2 separate regions of the Mus musculus genome follow, and region 1 is linked to region 2. A link is a contact called in public ChIA-PET data. All regions are on one chromosome and are shown on one strand. The core of a region is the stretch at or near the end of the contact, and the rest is flanking DNA. Distances in the headings are between cores, read along the strand shown.

Region 1 (4,018 bases), core at 1,290-3,789, 260 kb after region 2:
TTTCTACAGCCTTATAGGTTTCTAGATAGTGTCTCCTTTTTGTGTATGTCTTGTTTCTCGTTGTTCGAGTTTTCCTATGTCAGTGCTTCCATACTCATTGTCCTGCCCCCTCGGTGTCTTCCAGAGGTAGGGCTACTTCTTTATGTTTCCATATTCTAAGTTTTCACCCCCACTTGGGCATTTTGGAAGCTAGTGAGCTAGGGGGTTTTCTAGGGTGTCAGGAAACCTAGCTGACCTCATCGGGTGCAATACTAGCTAAGTTAAAGCTAGAAGCCTACACTGTCACTTTACTGAGATTTCTGAGTCTACGTTTCATATTGCCTTAATGTAGCAGTAATGTGTTTATGCATTTGTTTCTTTGCACAGACATTTTGTCAGATATTAAAACTCTACTTTTTTATGGCACATATTAGCATATAAGCCTTTATTCCAAGAGGTATTTATTTTTTCACTTGTAAAAAAAATAATGTTTCCACATTTAAAAAAAAAAAAACTCTGTTATATCCTAGAGGACTTCTGTCTTTTATATTCAGGATAATAAAGACTTTAAAGCAAACTGGGCCTTTGTGATCTTATGGTTATTGTCACGTAGGCCATTTTGCCATTGAGTGAGCACTTCACCTCAAGGTTGGGACATTTAAGGTGTTAAGGTGGCTTCACTGAGAGGATCTGCCCAGGTCTTCTATCATCTGTTTTTGGACATACAAGGTTTGAAGGTAGGTGAACAAGATTCTGTGACACACATGGTGTATGCAAAGGATAGCTTGGGGAGGAGGGAAGCAAAGTGGCTCACCCAGTAAAAGATTTTGCTACATAAGTGTGATGGCCTGAGTCATCATGGAACCCACATGAAGAGGAGAGGAAAGATCCAACTCAGCAAAGTTGGCTTATGACGGTCACACATGGGGCTCGCAAGGCTCAGTCACAGCAGAAACATACTGTGGTGTCCGGGACTGCCTTCCTACAGTACTACTGCATGCTTCTGCTGGGCTGTGCTGGTGTGTGCACATCTATGCTGAAAATGCTTTGTATGGTAGAGTATTTTAAACTATCTGTAACTGATACCTTTACAATTGGGAGACAGACCCCAACACAGCCTCCCATTGGTTTCTAGGAGTCAGCTCATTTATTCAACATATTTATTAGACAACAACTCAATGGTTAATGAGCCCCAGAACTTTCAAAGAAAAACAGTCAAAGACACAATTTATCACATACCCAGAGCAGCAGCAGAGTATTGGGTGTCTTTGGGATTTACAGTGTCTGTGTAGTGCCTGTGACACGCATGGGTGCTTCCGTATGGAAGTTCAGTGATGTTCAGGTTTGTGTACATGACTGTCTCAGAATGATAACCAGGATGAATGGGTGGGTGAGTGACAGGTCAACAAATAACATTGCTTGTACTCCATGGGCCAGGGACTTAAGCTTAGCAACCAGCATGAAAACCCATGTATTACTTGGCTTTCTAGAAGCATAAGGGACGACACACTGCTGAGCATAGGAGATACTGACTACCTCTGCTTAGGGTCCAGGGTAAACATGCTTCAGTAGGACCTTTGAGCAAGACTTGTATTCTGTAGATGGGGGAAAAGCCGTATGGCCCCTGTCAAGGCTACAATGCAGCCAGCCAGTGGGTCTTGCCCAGGCTCACATATCAATGCACTGATAAGAAATTAGGCTCTGAAGGAATATGTGGCATGGGGAAACAGTGAGGGGAACCTTCAATTCCAGGTTTGACTTTGGTACTCTCTACTGCCTTCAGAGGCAGGAACTGGCAAGACAGGAAAGCTTGTACAACAACTAACACATGAGACAGAGGAGAGCAGAGAGACAACTCAGTTTTGATTATGTCTTGACATGAAGAAAACAAGGAAAGTGGGCCAGAGAGATGGCTCAGTAGGCAAAGACTGACAAAGTGGAAGATGGATGGAGAGATGGCTCAGCCGTTAAGAGCCCTGGCTGCTCTTGCAGAGGACCTTGGTCAGATTCCCTGTACCCACATGGTGGTTTACAACCAATTGGATCCCCCATTTCCAGGGGATCTGATGCCCTCTTCTGGCCTCTACATGCACCAGACATGCATGTGAGACACAGACATACATGCAGGCAAAATAGTCATACACATACTTTTTTTTTAAGGTGGATGGAGAGAAATCAGTAAAGTTGTCCTCTGACCTCCACATGCTCCCCGTGGCATGTACACACACAGACATACCATGCGTGCACACAATGATCAAAGAATAAGATTTTTTTAAAAAGGGTAAGACAAATGAAAAGACTTGATGAGGCGTGTCATAAAGATTGAAAACAACTGAAAGGAGAATCCATAGGGGGAAGGGGTTAGTGACTTGTTGCTATGACCAGATACCTGTGTCAAGAAGCAACCTGGGAAAAGAAGGATTTATTTGGACACACACTCTAAGAGGAGATGCATCTACTCCATCAAGGAGAGGGAAACATGGTAGCAGGCACATGAGGTTGCTGGTCGTGCTGAGCCTGCCAGCAGAGAGCAGACATTGGACAGGAAGTGGGCTAGGCTATGAAACCTCAGAGACCCACTCTTTTTAGCAGGACTTTTCTCCCTTAAGATTTCACAGTCCTTCAAGCCAGCCCCACCGGCCGAGGACGAAGTGTTCAGATATATGAACCTAAGGGAACTTTTTACATCCAAACCACAGTAGGAGGGATCCTCAGGAACAGAAAGGAATTTGCTTTGTTTGGATCCTGGAAAGCTAACAGAGGCCCTACTTAGAATCACCTGGAACTGGTTAGAAGCCAGAGTCAGACTTCCGGGGTCGGGACTTCCGGGGTTGGGACTTCCCGGGTTGAGAAAGAAAGAAGCCCTTTGTGTTAAAGATGTGAAAGTGACCAAAGAAGCAGCTGGTACCCCCAGAGGAGGCGGGGCTAAAACGTGCTCTTGGAAGTTGTTTTGTTAAAAAGCAAACATTTGTTTTTGGTTTTTCCCCTTGGGCCTTCAAGATAACTAAAAAATGAAAGCCGAGCACCTCTGCCTTCTTTTGGTCCCTGTCTCCAGGCTAAAGAGACAGAGACAGAAATCAATGTCCTTAATCTGACCTCCAGAAGTCATCTTGGATTCCCAGCACAGCAGAAGACCACCAGACAGAGAGGCCACGCCCAAAGATGAGAATAATTACCCATGAAAGTCAGGCTGTACCCTAGAATGATCGTGTGGGGGCCATTTGATGCCTTTAAGTCATGACAGCCATAAGGAAGGACTTCTTCAAAACCCTTCACTAGAATAAGACAGAGACCAACTGATTGGATGTTTGATTATGCACACCCCTGTTTTCCTGCCTCGGTTCCTCCTCTATTTAAATCCAAAGCTTATGCCAGTAGTGAGGGGGGAAAAGAAAGAAGGAAGGAAGGAAGGAAGGGAGGGAGGGAGGGAGGGAGGGAGGGAGGGAGGGAGGGAGGGAGGAAGGGAGGAAGGAGAAAGACATGACAGTTCCTCAGTATGGTGAAGGAGAAAGTTTATTATAGAGATGTGGGAGAGCATAGCCAGAGGCTGACACATCTGGGAGAGTCCAGAGTGGTTGTGACCCTGAACCTCCTGGTGAGAGGGGGAGGGGAAGGGAGAGAGTGGAATGGAGCCCGGTACATCAGCCAGGAGGCCAAAGGTGCAGAAGAAAAGAAGGGGCAGGTAACCAAAATGTCTGGATTATGTAAGGAAGAGCCTCTGGGGGAAGAACAGCCTAGCCCCTGGGCTTGAAAGTTCATGGTAGAGGACGGGGTATGTCAGCCATATGCTGTAACAGGTAGGAACTGAGGGATACTGGGAGAACCTGGAGGCCTGATCCAATTTGAAAGGTTAAGTAGGCACCTCAGCCACTTGTCCTGGGTCTGAAACTTAACAATTACCCCAAAGGTGCCCTTAGGGTCTCCAGGCCCCTTTCTTTATCCCTCCTCCCAGTGTGATCACATTGAATCTGTTTTCACCTTAGCTGACATACTGGAGCATAGAGCCAAGCCTATGAAACCCCACCATAGGCCCAGCAGT
Region 2 (4,069 bases), core at 788-3,287:
ATTTGTCAACTGGAAGCCCTGGAACTCAGTCTGTTTGGATTTATACGAGGGCTTTACTATATAGGTATAGTTGACTAAATCATTCTGTTGGCGACCAACTTGACCTTTCCGATCTAGCTGACTCCATTTCCTTCAGTCTTTTTCTACCGTATCAATTCTCTTTCCTCTTTTTGATTGGATATATGCTTACCCCCATCCACCCCCTTGGCCTGGATGACTTAGAATGATGGTTTAGCCTCCTGTTCATTCACAATATGACTTGGTTGGTTTCTTGTAACTGTTGTGTTTTATAAAAAGATAAGAGAGGCCAGGAATATGTTTGGTGTAGGCATGGTAAGGTGTGGGGGAGGAGGATGCCTCTGCAGGTACCAGTCACAGACAGTATAGTATAGAATAGAGTTTATTCAGGACATGAAAGGGGAGTTGAGAGAGAGAGAGAGAGAGAGAGAGAGAGAGAGAGAGAGAGAGAGAGAGAAGGAAGAAGAAGAAGAAGAAGAAGAAGAAGAAGAAGAAGAAGAAGAAGAAGAAGAAGAAGGAGGAGGAGGAGGAGGAGGAGGAGGAGGAGGAGGAGGAGGAGGAGGAGGAAGATGAGGAGGAGGAAGATGAGGAGGAGGAAGATGAGGAGGAGGAAGATGAGGAGGAGGAAGAGAGGAATAGAGGTGGGCCATGAGCACGTGGGAATGGGGAGAGAGGGGAAAGGGGGTAAGGAGCAAGGGCAGGAGAGCAAGAGAAAGAGAAGGGGGCAAGCATCCCCTTTTGTAGTGAGTCAGTCACACCTGGCTATTGCCAGGTAACTGTGGGGTGGAGCCTAGACTAAATGCCAACAGTAACCATGGTATTTTTCCAGGAATACATTCCCTTTCATTCTTTCAACAGTTTGGTAATTTGACTACAAACCAAGGCGGCAGCAATTTCTTGGTAGCTTTTTTTTTTTTTTAAACCCTAAAGGTATCTGTCCAAGTATGTCCTTTCTTACCTTGTTTCCAAGTTACATTTCCTATTCTTCAAGCTCAGAAGTCTGAAATCCTGGAGTAGTTCTTGCAGCAGGCCCCTGGAGCTCTTGTTGATGTTTTTGACAAATTTCTCCCCTATAGAAGCGGGGCACTCTAATTAAAACAAAAAAAAAAAAAACAAAACAAAAAAAAAAAAAAAAAGAAAAGAAAAGGAAAGGAAAAGCTTCTAGGGGAGAAGAGAAGCCCACTCCACAGTGGTGTAGCGCCTGTAAGTTGCCCTTGTTCCAATAGATGGCTCCCCACCCAGGCGCATGCAAACAAGACTAATTAAACTCCTCCCTCAGAGACACAGGAGTAGGAGGGCCACCTGCTGGGAAGAGTAGGTTTAGTGGTAGGGAAAGGGAGAGAAATAAGATAAATGAAGGGCTGGAACTGATCAATATGTGCTCTGTTTGTTTATAAAAGTGTGAAAGAATAAATGAAAGAAAACCATACAGCATCTTATCTTAGAGGAACATCAGGCCAGGCTGTGAGGTTTAGGGAGGAAGAAGGTGGGCTTTCCTTGTTGGAAAGTGAAACAGCCAAATGACTGCTCTCAGTAGGCAATGGGGGGAAGCTACTGTCACTACCATGTTAGGTGTTAAAACTTCCTTCCTTTTAGGTTTTGGTGGTGTGGTACATCAATGACTTCCGGCGAGGGGTACTGAGGACTGAACCCAGAGCCTTGGACATGCTAGATGGACATTCTATTACCACACTACACTGCTACCCCCTTTTATATTTAATTTTGGCACATCTAAGAGCTGGTTTGCTATTGTTTGTATATAAAGTGCCTCTCCAAAAGGCTCATGTATGGGCTATTGCTATTTTGAGACTTTTGAGAAATTGGAGGAGGTGGAACTTAATAGGTGTTTGGGCTTGTCCTTGTCCCCTTCCTCTGTCTGCCTCCTGCCTGCTGTTATGAGCTAGGCTGCTCTGTCTAATGCCTTCCATGGCTTGAAGAATCTGCCCCCTGATGTCCCCACCTACCACCATGGAATGGAAACCCTGAGACAGCAAACAACTCTTCGCTAACACTGCTTATGCCAGATGTTTTGATCACTGTGACAGGAAGTCACACTGACACACACCTGATCAGCACTCTCACCCTTTTGCCCTGTATTTTTAAGGGCAGAAGAGACTTTAGTAACTTAAGTCATGCCAGTGGGTGACTTCTCTAAAGTCACTTGAACAATTAGAAACAAACACAGGAGTAGTAATAGGGTACTACTACGTATTCCAGGGTCAATGACTGAAATATTTACTTTGTTTTCATGCCTGATTTTTTTTTTTTAATTCCCCCTTCTTATCTGGGGATTGGCATTTCTTTTTAAACTCAAAGTAGGGTCTTGGTATATTGAAGACCACATTTTGACCTTCTGAAATGTAAGAGCTGTTTAAAGTAAAGCAGAGTTTGCTGATTCAACATTGGAATCCTCACAGCTAAAGAGATGTCTCAAAATAGCACTGAAGTTGAAGCTGGGGGTGGGGTGGGGGTAAGCCCCGCCGTGCTTATTGACTTGGATCCTGGAGATGCTCTAGTTTTATGGTGTTCTGAGGTACTTGGCCAATGGATGACTTCTCTCCTCATGCTTGTGAGTGAGGAGGAGGTTGGGATTCTTGGTTTGGGAGAGGGAGGGCTTCCTCCTTCTCCTTTCCTAGAGGATGTCTGTCCCTGTGCTTAGCTTCACATCTCATGAGAGGCATCCCTTCATAATTCTCAAGTACCGCCACTCTTAGGTGCCCCAAGGACCCCTTAGCCTCTTTCAGTGGGCAGCCCTCTCTGACTTCGGTAGCTCTCTAAATGTTGGCTCCAAAAGCAAACATCAAGCCTCCTCTACAAACCCCTCTCTAAGCAAGGACAACACCAAAAACCTGTGTGGGCCCAGTAATCTGTTCTCAGGAGCGGCTAGCTTTCTATCTGAAGTGGGATCTAAATGTTTTCTTCTGATGTTTCTTCCTTTATGCTTCGGGAAGTCTTGCTTTCAAAGACACCCAGTTCGTTTAGTTTCCCAAAATAATGGGAGGATCTTGCTATGTAAGCAATAAAAAATATTTTCTGAAAATGATTAATTCTAATACGGTTTCTAGGGTAACCAGGGGAATAAAATAAAACGAAGCAGCCGCTGGAAAATTGGTGTAAAATTCCATGAATTTCTAAAAGGCACCATTATCTTTTAAAAAATTAAAAGCTGAAAAACTATCGTTTGGCATTAGAGAACTTAGCCCTGGATGTTTATTGTTGCTAGTTTGATATAAATAGGAATATAAATTGGAAGGCTATAGAAGCAGATTATAATGCCCTTTCTTTTATAAGCATAACTTCTGAGGTAGCAGGTTAAGTCAAGTTTCTGTGTAAGCTACTCTTTCTTTGGACATGCTTAGGGAATTACCATTTGAATAATGCAATCTCCTTCCTTTGGTATTTAAAGACACATGATGGCTTCTGAACTTAGCATGTGGAAGGTCCAGTTAGGGAGATTGTGTGAGTTCCAAGCTAGCCTGTGCTACCATGAGTCTGGGCTATAGTGTGAGACACTTTCAAAAACATACAACCACATTAAAACTTATTATTGTTAATTTGTATGAAGAATTTTTAAAGCACACAAACACAATAGTTAAAAGTAAAATGTGTCAATAGATTAGAGGAAGCATCAAAGAACTCTGGTCCATTTACAGTGATTCAAGTTCTTTTTCTGTTTATAGATTGGCATTTCATTCAAATCATCTGTTGTCTTTTACTGCCTCTACAGATTCGTTCTCTCAACTGTCTTTCTCCAGAAGGCATGTGGGGTGGAGCCTGGGACTTTTTTCTGTCTTCTCCAGACATTTCCAGCAATGAGATAAAGTCCACTGGTCACATTCAGGAAACAAGTCCCGTTCTATGCGAAGACTCCGCCAGTGGCTCTGGGTTAGAAATCTGAGGAGGCTCATCAGACAACTCCAGGCCTCTCCGGGGTTGCAGGTGGAGAAGGGAGGAGTCAGCCACACGAGGGTTAAGTGCATGTGGACTGTGCTGCTGGGGTCCCAGCGCTTGGGCTTCCTCTCTGCTCTGACTCTCCTGGAACCTCTTGTTC

What was found. ChIA-PET counts read pairs in DNA pulled down with a chosen protein or histone mark.
Region 1: an RNA polymerase II ChIA-PET map of memory CD8 T cells shows a contact between it and region 2, with 5 read pairs. The contact joins two enhancer-like sites. A contact is called at or near these places in 1 of 15 datasets of contacts at CTCF or cohesin (large pre-B cells), 2 of 484 Hi-C or Micro-C datasets (bone marrow-derived macrophages and large pre-B cells) and 3 of 115 datasets of contacts at active chromatin or transcription factors (cardiomyocytes, memory CD8 T cells and trophoblast stem cells).

Annotation. Positions count from the first base shown.
Region 1 is chr13:45,411,467-45,415,484 of GRCm38.p6, forward strand. It overlaps Mylip (myosin regulatory light chain interacting protein), which reads left to right. Exons shown (of 7, transcript NM_153789.3): 7 at 1-474. Among named protein-coding and RNA genes, the nearest start is that of Mylip, 24 kb to the left of the region's middle. Within about 2 kb of position 2,540, at least 25 of the 459 cell types and tissues checked have an H3K27ac peak or open chromatin away from gene starts, as enhancers often do. A contact at or near this core is called in memory CD8 T cells, where this site is marked.
Region 2 is chr13:45,155,129-45,159,197 of GRCm38.p6, forward strand. No RefSeq gene overlaps it. Among named protein-coding and RNA genes, the nearest start is that of Gm40932, 50 kb to the left of the region's middle. Within about 2 kb of position 2,038, at least 26 of the 459 cell types and tissues checked have an H3K27ac peak or open chromatin away from gene starts, as enhancers often do. A contact at or near this core is called in memory CD8 T cells, where this site is marked.